3 separate regions of the Mus musculus genome follow, and all the other regions are linked to region 1. The links are chromatin contacts, called in public promoter capture Hi-C maps. All regions are on one chromosome and are shown on one strand. Each heading gives the region's core, a stretch centred on a gene start, on an enhancer-like site or on the middle of the called end of the contact. The rest is flanking DNA. Distances are from core to core; before and after follow the strand shown.

Evidence for each region. Promoter capture Hi-C pulls out the DNA fragments that hold promoters and counts their contacts.
Region 2: a contact with region 1 is called in a promoter capture Hi-C map of liver, with 8 times the contacts expected there. The contact joins the enhancer-like site here to the promoter of Dmac1 in region 1. A contact is called at or near these places in 7 of 39 promoter capture datasets (the 3T3-L1 cell line, cranial neural crest, frontonasal cranial neural crest and 3 more) and 1 of 115 datasets of contacts at active chromatin or transcription factors (astrocytes).
Region 3: a contact with region 1 is called in a promoter capture Hi-C map of liver, with 4 times the contacts expected there. The contact joins the enhancer-like site here to the promoter of Dmac1 in region 1. A contact is called at or near these places in 7 of 39 promoter capture datasets (the SN4741 cell line, cranial neural crest, liver and 3 more) and 3 of 484 Hi-C or Micro-C datasets (cerebellum, granulosa cells and nephron progenitors).

The regions. Positions count from the first base shown.
Region 1 is chr4:75,276,506-75,279,897 of GRCm38.p6, reverse strand. It overlaps Dmac1 (distal membrane arm assembly complex 1), which reads left to right and starts at 1,606. Exons shown (of 2, transcript NM_025849.4): 1 at 1,606-1,917; 2 at 2,129-2,547. The coding sequence starts at 1,647. The coding sequence ends at 2,193.
Region 2 is chr4:76,940,019-76,943,410 of GRCm38.p6, reverse strand. The region is part of intron 8 of Ptprd (protein tyrosine phosphatase, receptor type, D); the gene reads left to right. Among named protein-coding and RNA genes, the nearest start is that of Gm42302, 150 kb to the right of the region's middle. Within about 2 kb of position 1,845, at least 4 of the 459 cell types and tissues checked have an H3K27ac peak or open chromatin away from gene starts, as enhancers often do. A contact at or near this core is called in liver, where this site is marked.
Region 3 is chr4:76,467,380-76,470,771 of GRCm38.p6, reverse strand. All of the region lies in intron 10 of Ptprd (protein tyrosine phosphatase, receptor type, D), which reads left to right. The region is part of intron 1 of Gm42303 (predicted gene, 42303); the gene reads right to left. Among named protein-coding and RNA genes, the nearest start is that of Gm42303, 18 kb to the right of the region's middle. Within about 2 kb of position 1,896, at least 7 of the 459 cell types and tissues checked have an H3K27ac peak or open chromatin away from gene starts, as enhancers often do. A contact at or near this core is called in liver, where this site is marked.

The DNA of each region.
Region 1 (3,392 bases), core at 357-2,856:
TTTGAAAATTGTTGCTCCATTTTTACCCGTTTTCTATAAAAGAAACCACCTAAACTCAAAAATAACATTTTCTTATATGACTTTTCCTTGGGAGACAAGAACAAACATTTACTAATCCCAGACAGGGCACTTGTGGACAACCTACTAGCACTGAAACAATTCTAAGCTTAGCTTAGTGAACCAGGAAATTTACTGAGCTGTTTCCTGAACCAAGGGTGACTATTTTGCTGAAAGGCTGACCCAGTATGGGGGTTACTCATGAAAGCTGAATCTCTGGGGCACTTTGCTCAATTTGGATGCCAACTCTGTAGGTCACAGTCCCCTCTGCCCAAGTTTTATTGTGTATATAACCTTAGGGTTGAATATTGTTTTTAGGAAATGATGAATTTGTTTTTTGAACCTTCTATGTTTCCTTTCATTCCTGGGTCTTTAGGAGCCTCCCTTCAGGTTAGAAGGTGTCAGTTTAGAGGAAACTGCTACATAAGAATTTAGTTTTTACCAATATCCTCCTGAGAACAGCAAGCACAAGAAATAGATAGCCAACTGTAAGCAGAGAGAATGAAAAGCGAGCTGAGACTGGAGTTGGTGACACCTGTTGTTTTGCAAAGACACAGTCAGAAAGATGCAGTCTTTTGTTTTCCATGTGTGTGTTGTGCATGTATATGTGTTTGCATGTGTGGGTACAGATGTGTGTATGGTCCCAGTTGCCTCTGGATACCAGGGATTACTGTCTAGAGTCTCTCTTGAATGCTTCTCACGTTATATGTTAAGGCAAGCACTCCACCTGAATCCAGAACTCAGATCGTGGCTAATGTAGCTAAACTGTTTCTCTTGTAGTTCATCTCCTTGTTCTGACTGAGAATTATAGATGCCCTGCCATACCCACTCAACATTCTGTGGGTTCTGAGCATCTGAACTTATCTTACATTTCCTGCCCGCAGAGCAAGCACTTTAACCACAGAACCATCTCCTCGGCCCTTTAAAGCTCATCTGACAGGATAAAAATGCAAAAGTGTAAAAAAAAGTCATTAACCTGAGTTTGCACCTAATTTTTTTTATGAGAATTAAAATCATAAATATGACACAATTGAGAGCACAACCTTAATAAACAAAGAGAGTATCCAGGTAATTCAAACACATTTTTAATATCTTGATTATATCTGTATATTTCTTTCAAAGTAAGTACAATGTGAAAACTTTGAGCCTTTACTGGTCTATCTTGTACTAGGAAACGAGTATGTTGAGAAACGGCAGAATACACAGAATTGCAATAGGTAAGCACTTGGGTAAGAACATACAATTACTTAGAATATAATCTCTGTTGATTAGACTTCATGCCAGGACCTTAGTTTGTGTTAGTCGGGAAGCTTAGAGATCCACAGTTTTTCTTTAAGAAGACTGAAATCTATACTTTCATAAAGTAGTATAAAACAGTTTCTAACACACCGGGATGAGGCAGCCTTGACTTTTGAACTTCTGGATTACACAAGCCTCTGAGGCGGCTGCAGCTCCGCCCTGTTCCGCCCGGCTCCTGCTGCAACTACATTTCCCAGAAGCGCGGCGGCTTTTACGTCAGCGTGCTGCTTTCCGGCAGCATTTTACAGCATTTCAAAGTGAAGGCTCGGCTCGCTGTGCACTCTTCTGACATGGGGTCCTCTTTTTCGGGGAGTACCGAGTTTTCCGCTCCTGCCCCCCCAACTGTTTCCACAGCGGTTCCCGCGAACCCACCCGCGAAATCCGCCGTGCCGGCCTCCCCCGCCCGGGACCCTGAGTTAAAAACCTGCTGGAGTTGTCGCGTGCTGTCGGGCTCTACACTCTTCGGGGCGGGCACCTACGTCTATTTGGTGGCCAGGCGGCCCCTGAAGCAAGGAATCCCACCTGGCCCAGGCACCGTTCTGCAGATGGTCATCGGCATCAGTGAGCAGGAGCGGGGACAGCGTGAGGGGTGGGGTGGGGTGGGTGATTACTGGGACGCCTTTCCCCTCACGGCCCTGTAAGAAAGATTACCGAATGATCGACCTTTCTTCTTCAACCATGAGAGGGTTAAATAAAATGCTTTATGCAGAGCACTGGGTAAACTAAAATGTAATATACAAAAGGCACTTTTTTTTCTTGTTCTTTTTTTCAGGTATTGCCTGTTGGGGTGTAGTTGTTCTGGTAGACCCCAAAGGGAAGAGCCACCCAGTTATTTGAAAATACCAGCAGTTCATTGTTGTCTATCATCACTGGCTTCTGGGCAGACAGAACAAGCGTTGGGTTGGTGGATATTCGTTGCACACACGGCCAAGGATGTACTTAACTGTAAGGACATACCGAGAAGATTGTGAAGATATGAGCTGTCATTCTTTGGCCATGGATGCTTACGGTTTACCCCCTCTCAGATTATAAAGAGACAAATAAACCCCTTGGAAGCAAACATGGTTCTCTGTCTTGTCCAGGGAGGTTATGTGCTGTTCAGTTTATACTGAAAGATAACGTTTTTGAGAACATATTAAAATGGGATAAATGATAAACCAACAGCAAAATAAACTATTTTTTAAATAATAAGTAGTTCTTTTAATTTTTCTAAACATATCAACAGTTATTGGCAACCTAACCCTAAATAGGTACATGAGAGTTTTTCAAACTTTCCAAATTATCTTCAAGTCCACCCCTGATTATATTATTGCATCTGAAAGCCTTGGACCTAGCCATTGGGTGTCCTTTAGTGGCTCATCCGTTCAGTGATGGAGCAAATTTTTCTTCCTAGTTCTGTCTTTCACAGCTGACTTAGTTTCAGAGAGCCAGGAGTTCCTTTATACATTAAATGTCAGTATGTAATAAAAGATGTAAATGAAAATATTTGAGAAAAATTCCAAAAGAAAAATCTGCTGATGGCTTTTTCCGTAGATATTTAGGATGAGTTTATAAGGGCTTTAAAAAGTTATAAAAGTAATGTATGCTTACTGTCAACTAATACTGAGGCTTCTCTGCAAGCATGTTTATTTAGGTGGTTCTTCAAAGCAGAAAAGGACTATGAAGTTCAGTACCAGTTTACAAGTTTTGACTACTATTTTGAGCAGATAATATTGTTCAGCTGGAACCTCTATACAAGCTGGGAAACCCCATCTACCTCCTTCTACCAACCCTGCATGCACTGGGAAAACTCACAAAGAATAGCACCCAAAACCCAGTTCTACATATCTGGGAGCCGATGCAGCCTGCCTTTCTGACATGGCCAGCCCACTCAAGTGCCCGCCAGTATATCCAGCTTTTGACCCTCCATACATGGACACAGCCCCAGCTCCTGGCCAACACACCATCTCCTGAGGTCTATAAAACCCTCGTGTCTTAGCCCTGACTGTAATATCCTCAGCCCTGGTCTTGGAGACTAAAGAATCTGCAAAGAAGGA
Region 2 (3,392 bases), core at 596-3,095, 1.7 Mb before region 1:
ACAAATTTGGTCAATTTGTATATTCAGAAGAAGAACAAAGGGCCCCTATGATGCCAAGTTCAACTTTCCATATGAGCTTTGTGTTTTAATAGAAACATCATGGCAAACATCAAAAAACTTGCATAATTGAGCACCCCTACTCATAGCCCTGTTTAGTTTATTGTAGTTTGATCTCAGTTCTGGTTCTATAAGGTGACTGTAAGAAGTCCTCATTGATTGAGAGTGATCTACTTCCCAAAAGATGATCACCTCTGCTTCAGAGTATAGGCTCACCATTATGGATAATTGTTCTTCTTAGAATTCAGAGCAACTAAATTTTCAAGAAACAATAGCAGCAGCAGCAACAACAACTGGAGGCTTTTATGTGCCTTTTGGCTGATCTGGAAGGTCACTATTAAAAAAGGTAACACTAAGATGCCTCCATTACTATTATCTTTGCACTTCTGATTTTGAAGGGAAATAAAATAAGTTAATTATAGTCAGTTTCTAAGCAAATACTCCTTTATAGTCAACATGCCTTCATGAAAATGAAAAGCAGTGCGAAGGGGAAACATGCAAAGTACACTCAGAGATGCAAGGTTCAGTCTGATTTCAGTTGCTCTGTAAATCCAGGAGGACCAAGCGGCTTCTTAGCAAAGGAACTTGCTAAGGTAGATTAGGAGGAGTCAGAAAACACTGTCACTGTACACAAAGAGCTTCCAGAGTGTAGCTTCAATCAGCGTTCTTCAATTCAGGATTCAATTACATTGACTTGTTGTACTTTCATCTAAATTTTCACTTTAATAAATTGTTTTGCTGTCATGAAAATAGTGACCTTGTGTAAGGAAGTTATTATATATTCCAGAGGCACCACTGAGATGACTCTTGAATATGTTCTATTTGAGAGTTTGTATTTACTGACCCATGCAATGTTCATATGAGGGTGGTTCTACAATTGTCTGCTTCATTGAAGAGTGTGAAGCTGAACACTAACAATACCTAATGATATTACACAGAGGTATTGCCTGAGGTTTTATATAGATGGCATACCTCAAAAGCATACAGTGTTCTGTCTTGAGGGTGAATCTAACAATTAAAACTCTCATAATTAATCTCTATCTCCCAGGGAAGCAACCTTAAAATAAAGTATTGCAAAGATTAAAAAAAAAAGAGTCTGTGAGTGAATGACCTTTAAATCAAAATAAGCAGCCAAGGCCCAGGCCTGATGTGTGCCTCCACCTGGATGTGAGCCTTTGCTGCCATGCTTCACAGCCCGCGCCTATTTTAATCAGCTTAATTCAGATCCATTGCAGCAAACTCTGACCTGTGCAGAGGACAGAGTAAATGCATTACATAACAATTTTAAACCAAAATTACTAAACTAAATACTGGAAATTTTAATAAAGGGTGTATCTCTACATGCAAGCTATTATTAACAAGAAAATATGTTTCTGTTAGATTTGTGGACATGGCACTTTGACCTCCAGTTATTACGAAGTCCTGCTATATGATGCAAAATGTGCTGAAATAGCTTACTCATTAACCACTTTTCTGTCTGGAAAATCAATAGCTGCTTGTAGTTCTTAGTTGGCTTTGGCTGAAAGCTGGGACAGCATCTCCTTTCATGAGCTTTGTACATCCTACTTCTCGAGTCGTCTTATAAGTCACAACTTGTTTGGTGATGATAGTTTTGGCCTTTTGCATAGTTGAACTATTTCTTGTGAAGCTATTTCTCATGAAAAGAAATGAACAAACAAAGCAAAACCGCAGCAGCAGCAACAGCAGCAACAGCACCACCACCACCACCACCAACAACAACCAGATCAAAGTCAGGCTGTACTCAAACACAAATAAGCAGAGTCTAAACTGGTATGAGGCATCATTTCATAGAACAGAAGACATGCACCATTCTCAACTGGGTGCTGTGTATGAGTGTATGCCTACAGGTAAGGAACTGGGTACCTAGGATTTCTAGTGAAAATTCATTCATATCAAGCAGCAACTGAACTGAGATTTCCTGGCATTGGTTTTTATGGGAAGTAGCCCTTGTCTCAGGCCAGCTAAGGCCATAGGCAGAGGTTAAATGAATCACATCAAGGGACTAATTATGCCTGGTAGAGAGACAAAAGCCCTATTTATATTTATTCTCATAGGGTTAAGAATTTTTTTCTGTTTGAAAAAATTGGCAAAGCATGTTTAATATTTCTTTTAAAGTCTTTTATTATCCATTAAGAAAAGCCTGCACATGTCATCTGAGTTTGTCTTGTATAGAATGCAGCTTGTGGCCTCTACACTGCTAGAAGGTAATAATTATTTAGTCTCAAACACTGTTTCTAATATCACCATTTTTTTAATTAGTGATTTGCTCTCATGATTAGGAAGATTTTTTTTAATGCACTGTATTTCTTATCTAGCCACCTACAAGCTTAAAATAATCATTTATTCATTAGTAAATTTAACATTTATTCTAACTACATTTTTTTGCTACTTTGAGTTTCTAAAAGAGATTGTGTTTGTTCTGTGTGATTAATTCCTATTAGTAAAGAACCAAAATGATTTCCCCTGATATCTCATAGCTTTCCTGCTGAACCCAATTCTATTTAATTCATAACTTTTTAGTCCTAACAGATATTTGGTACTGTCCCATGTGTTCCCTCTTCATGAGATTGCACATCCACTGTCCTGTATTGTTTTGTTTTGTTTTGCTTTGTTCTATTTTGTTGTTTTTGACACAAACTAAGAGTTGACTATGAAGAGAAACCTCAGTGAAGGAACAACAACAAAATGCCTGCATCAGATTGCTCCCTGCCATGTCTATGGGGCATGATTATTCTGTCATTGATTATTGATGTGGGAGGGCCCAGCTCAGTCATGGTGTAGATACCCCTGGGCAAGTTGCCTAAATTGAAAAAAAAAAATGGTAGACTGAGCAAGCCATGAGGAGTAAGACAGTAAACAGTATTCCTCCATGGCTTGGGCTGTAACTTTTAGTTTCTACCTCTAGGTTGCTTCCTCTGTTCCTTCTCTAATGCCCATTCACAGTGGAATATAAACTGTAAGCTCAAAGAGAGCCTTTCCTCTACAATTGCTTTTGATCATGGTATTTATTACAATAAGAGACCCACTAAGACTCCTGTACTTCAGAGTACATTGCATACGAAGAAGACCATCGGCTGAGAATATTTCTGGTTCACTGCTCCTTCAGCATTGCTGGATTGGAGACATTTAGTATATGCATGCTAAGTACAATTAGAAGATAACATTTTCAAGAGTCATAAAATAGCATATTCTTCTTCACATACAACATTTAATATAAGGAAAAATAGGTTTTCTATATTACTGCCTTGGTTGTCATTCACTGACATACTTGCAAGAACTTGCGGGCACAGCTTCATTTTCCTCACTGGAGAGGA
Region 3 (3,392 bases), core at 647-3,146, 1.2 Mb before region 1:
AAAATCAGGAATTCCAAAATTTAGAATTCTGGTTTCAGTCATTGAAATTCAACAGTACTCTGCTGCTGAGCAGGCTTGCTATTTTAATAAGTCTGTGATTTATAACTATGATAGAAGATATCCACTTAAACCACTTCTTAATGTGTATTAATCACCGAGGAAATATAAAAAAGCAAACCAGCAGCCCTTGCTGCATGACATTGGCAGGTGAGCCCTGTTGTAAGAGAACAGTTGTGTTCTCCTTTGTATTGTACAACACTCTCTGAAGGGGTACTCTGCACACACATTCCTATGAGTAAATGCAAAAATGAAGGTATGGTGAGCAAACAAGTGAATGAAAGCACTTAGAGCAAAGCTGATAGATGTGCAAGTAGTGTGTTCACTAATTACAACTGACACCAGAGTAACTGCAGACCTAGGAGAACTTTAAAGGGGATTCCATAACAGGCCAACACTCATATCACTGAGAACAGATGCAATTTACCAGACCTCATAATGGGTTGGTAAAAGGATAACTTTGAATCAATCTAACCGACTCCTGTTTTCCATCCATGCCCAGGATAAAACAAATGTTCTATATCACCAACCCTAAGAACCCAGTGAACAAAGACAGAAGCACCAGTCACCTCGAGGAAGTGTAGGACTCCAATTAACTAGAGCCACCAACATCACTGCGAATACTAAAGGGGGCTTTAAGCTGTGGGGAATGGAATTAGCTGAGTCCTTTTCTTTTCCTCTGAAGCAGATATATCTATTTCTTCTTTACTTTCCTTTTGCCATCATTGCTGTCTCTCATCCCTGACTCTGGTCCTAAACACCTGCACCACGTGTTTGGGCTTGTTTGGATGGCTCAAGAAGCAGCTGATAGTATATGAGGTACAATTGTCAGCTTATGTCCCTCCCAGTATTTTCTGTTTGGGAACCAAGAATTGCACAGAGGACATGACACAGATTCCACGTACTGTTTTCCAGTATCCACAAATGAACCAGCCACTGGGAATTCTAAGATACAGTGTTTCCTTTACTTTCTCCTGTAAGTTCTGGAGAAATGTGATCTGGCAATGCAAGCCAACTATGATCTTCCCGTGCAATGTGTAGCTTCTCTACTGGCTCTAAAGTGTTTCATCGTCAGTGCAGTGCATATGATTCTGAGTGTGACAACTTACCTTAGGAATGTTAATAGCTGCGGTGGACCTGGACCCTTCTTGCCATTTCAGGTGGATCTAAACTACTCCTAGACAGAGTTCCCTTCATAAACACCCTTGCTATACATAGTTATTTCATCCAGCACCCTGCATAGCTTCCTGTTTAAGAACCTGAGAATTGACTTATGTGGGAAGACTTGGAGACACTAGTTTGTAGTGTTGACATGGGAAGGCAAAAAGGAAATAATGAAACCCAGAGGCTTTGTTTATTGGCCTGTTTCGTCTGTCTAAGTAAAATGGCAATGAGAGTTATAACTTTTATAAAATATTAAAATATAGATCAGGTTCAATGGAGATCTGAGCATTCTTTTGCATTTTTCTGTAAAGATTCTTTCTGTTAATGTGAAAAATATTAATTTTTATTATTAAATCTTTGTCTCAAGAAAAGGAACATTCAAAGACCAGAAAAACAAAAGGCAGTATTCTCTTTATTTTATAATTGTTTTTTTTTTTTAATCTGGAATCCTTTACAGTAGCAGAGATAAACTACTACCACTATAAAAGCCTCTTGAGTGTCAATGTCTCATAAAATGCTACAAACGGCTAAAAAATAAGATGTTTACCTGTTCAGGTAAATTCAGTGGTACTTAATGAATCATTAATTTGTTGCAAAGGTTACTCTGGGCTATTTCTACTTGACTTCTTGGAACAAGGCCCAGCTTATGTTTCTTTTTCTAATTTGGCTAATACAAATATTTTAAACGTGAAACAACATGGTAAGTAGTAGCAAGGGAAAAGAGATACACCTTTGAAAGGCACCATTATGCCAGGCATAATCCCAGTATTGAAAAACAGAAAGGAGTATAAAAAGATAAAGGTCTGTCTAGGGTATGTAGGGACACTAGAGTCATTAAAAAACAAAAGGGGGAAAATAAGGAAACATTTAAAACAAAAGTTACTTTGTCTACATGCCAAGCTATGATGACCCTGAACTTTGTAACTTTTGAAGATGTTTGCAAAGAAGCTTGCATTTTACTTTGAAACAGTGAAAACTAGTTCTTGCTTGCCAAGAGGACAAGGTCAGGGAGTGTAGATTTATGCAGCCCTAACCATGATCAAATGTGCTGAGTTACTGTTGAATGCAAAGTCCCTAAGCTTTAAAGGTCAGAGACTCCCTCAGATTATAAACAAATGAGTTCTTGGTGAAGAGCGTTTTTGCCAGAATCCATTCACCCTGGAAAGGATGGACACCACACTCTTCTGAGGATGCTGTAGAATGAGGAACGTGTAATGTCCTGCATAAAGCTGAGAGGCACAAGCATTTCTCTGAAGTCTCATAGCCTGTTTTGCTCATGAGTACTGGGTCTGTCCCAATTTTCCAGGTGAAAGTAGTTTGTAGTTTTTAGGGTTCCAGTTGCTCTCCAGTGACACGCAAGGTGAAGGCTAATAGAACCAGTCCGAGTTGAGTTTCTTCAATTCTGTCTTTTTTTGCTTTCATTTGTAGCCTAGATTAAACTTCAATTCCTAATGTAGCCCAGGCTGTACTCAAATTCTTAATCCTATTGCTTCAACCTCTTGAGTACTGATATTATAAAGATGCATACTTCAGTCCTTCTTAGAAGGGGAAACAAAATACTCATGGGAGCAAATAACAGAGAAAAAGAGTGGAACAGAGACTAGAGGAAAGTCCATCTAGAGACTGCCCCATCTGGGGATCCATCCCATATACAGTCACCAAACATAGACACGATTGTGGATGCCAAGAAGTGTATGTTGACAGGAGCCTGATATCTCTGTCTACTGAGAGGCTCTGCCAGAACCTCACAAATACAGAGGCACATGCTCAAAGCCAACCATCGGACTGAGCATGGGGTCTTCAATGGAGGAGTTAGAGAAAGTTAGGACTGAAGGAGCTAAAGGCATTTGCAACCGATAAGAAGAACAACAGTATCAATCAACCAGAACCCCCAGAATTCCCTGGGACTAAATCACCAACCAAGGAGTACACATGGAAGGACCCATGACTCTAGCCCCATATGTAGCAGAGGTGTTGTAGGGCATCAATGGGAGAAGAGGGCCTTGGTCTTGGGAAGGCTTGATGACTCAATGTAGGGGAATGCAAGGGCAGGGAGGTGTGAGTGTGTGGGTGGATGGGTGGGGAACACTCTCATAGAAGCAGGGGAAGGGTGATGGGATAGGGGGCTTCAGGGCAGGAAATTGGGAAAGGGGATAACCTTTGAAATGTAA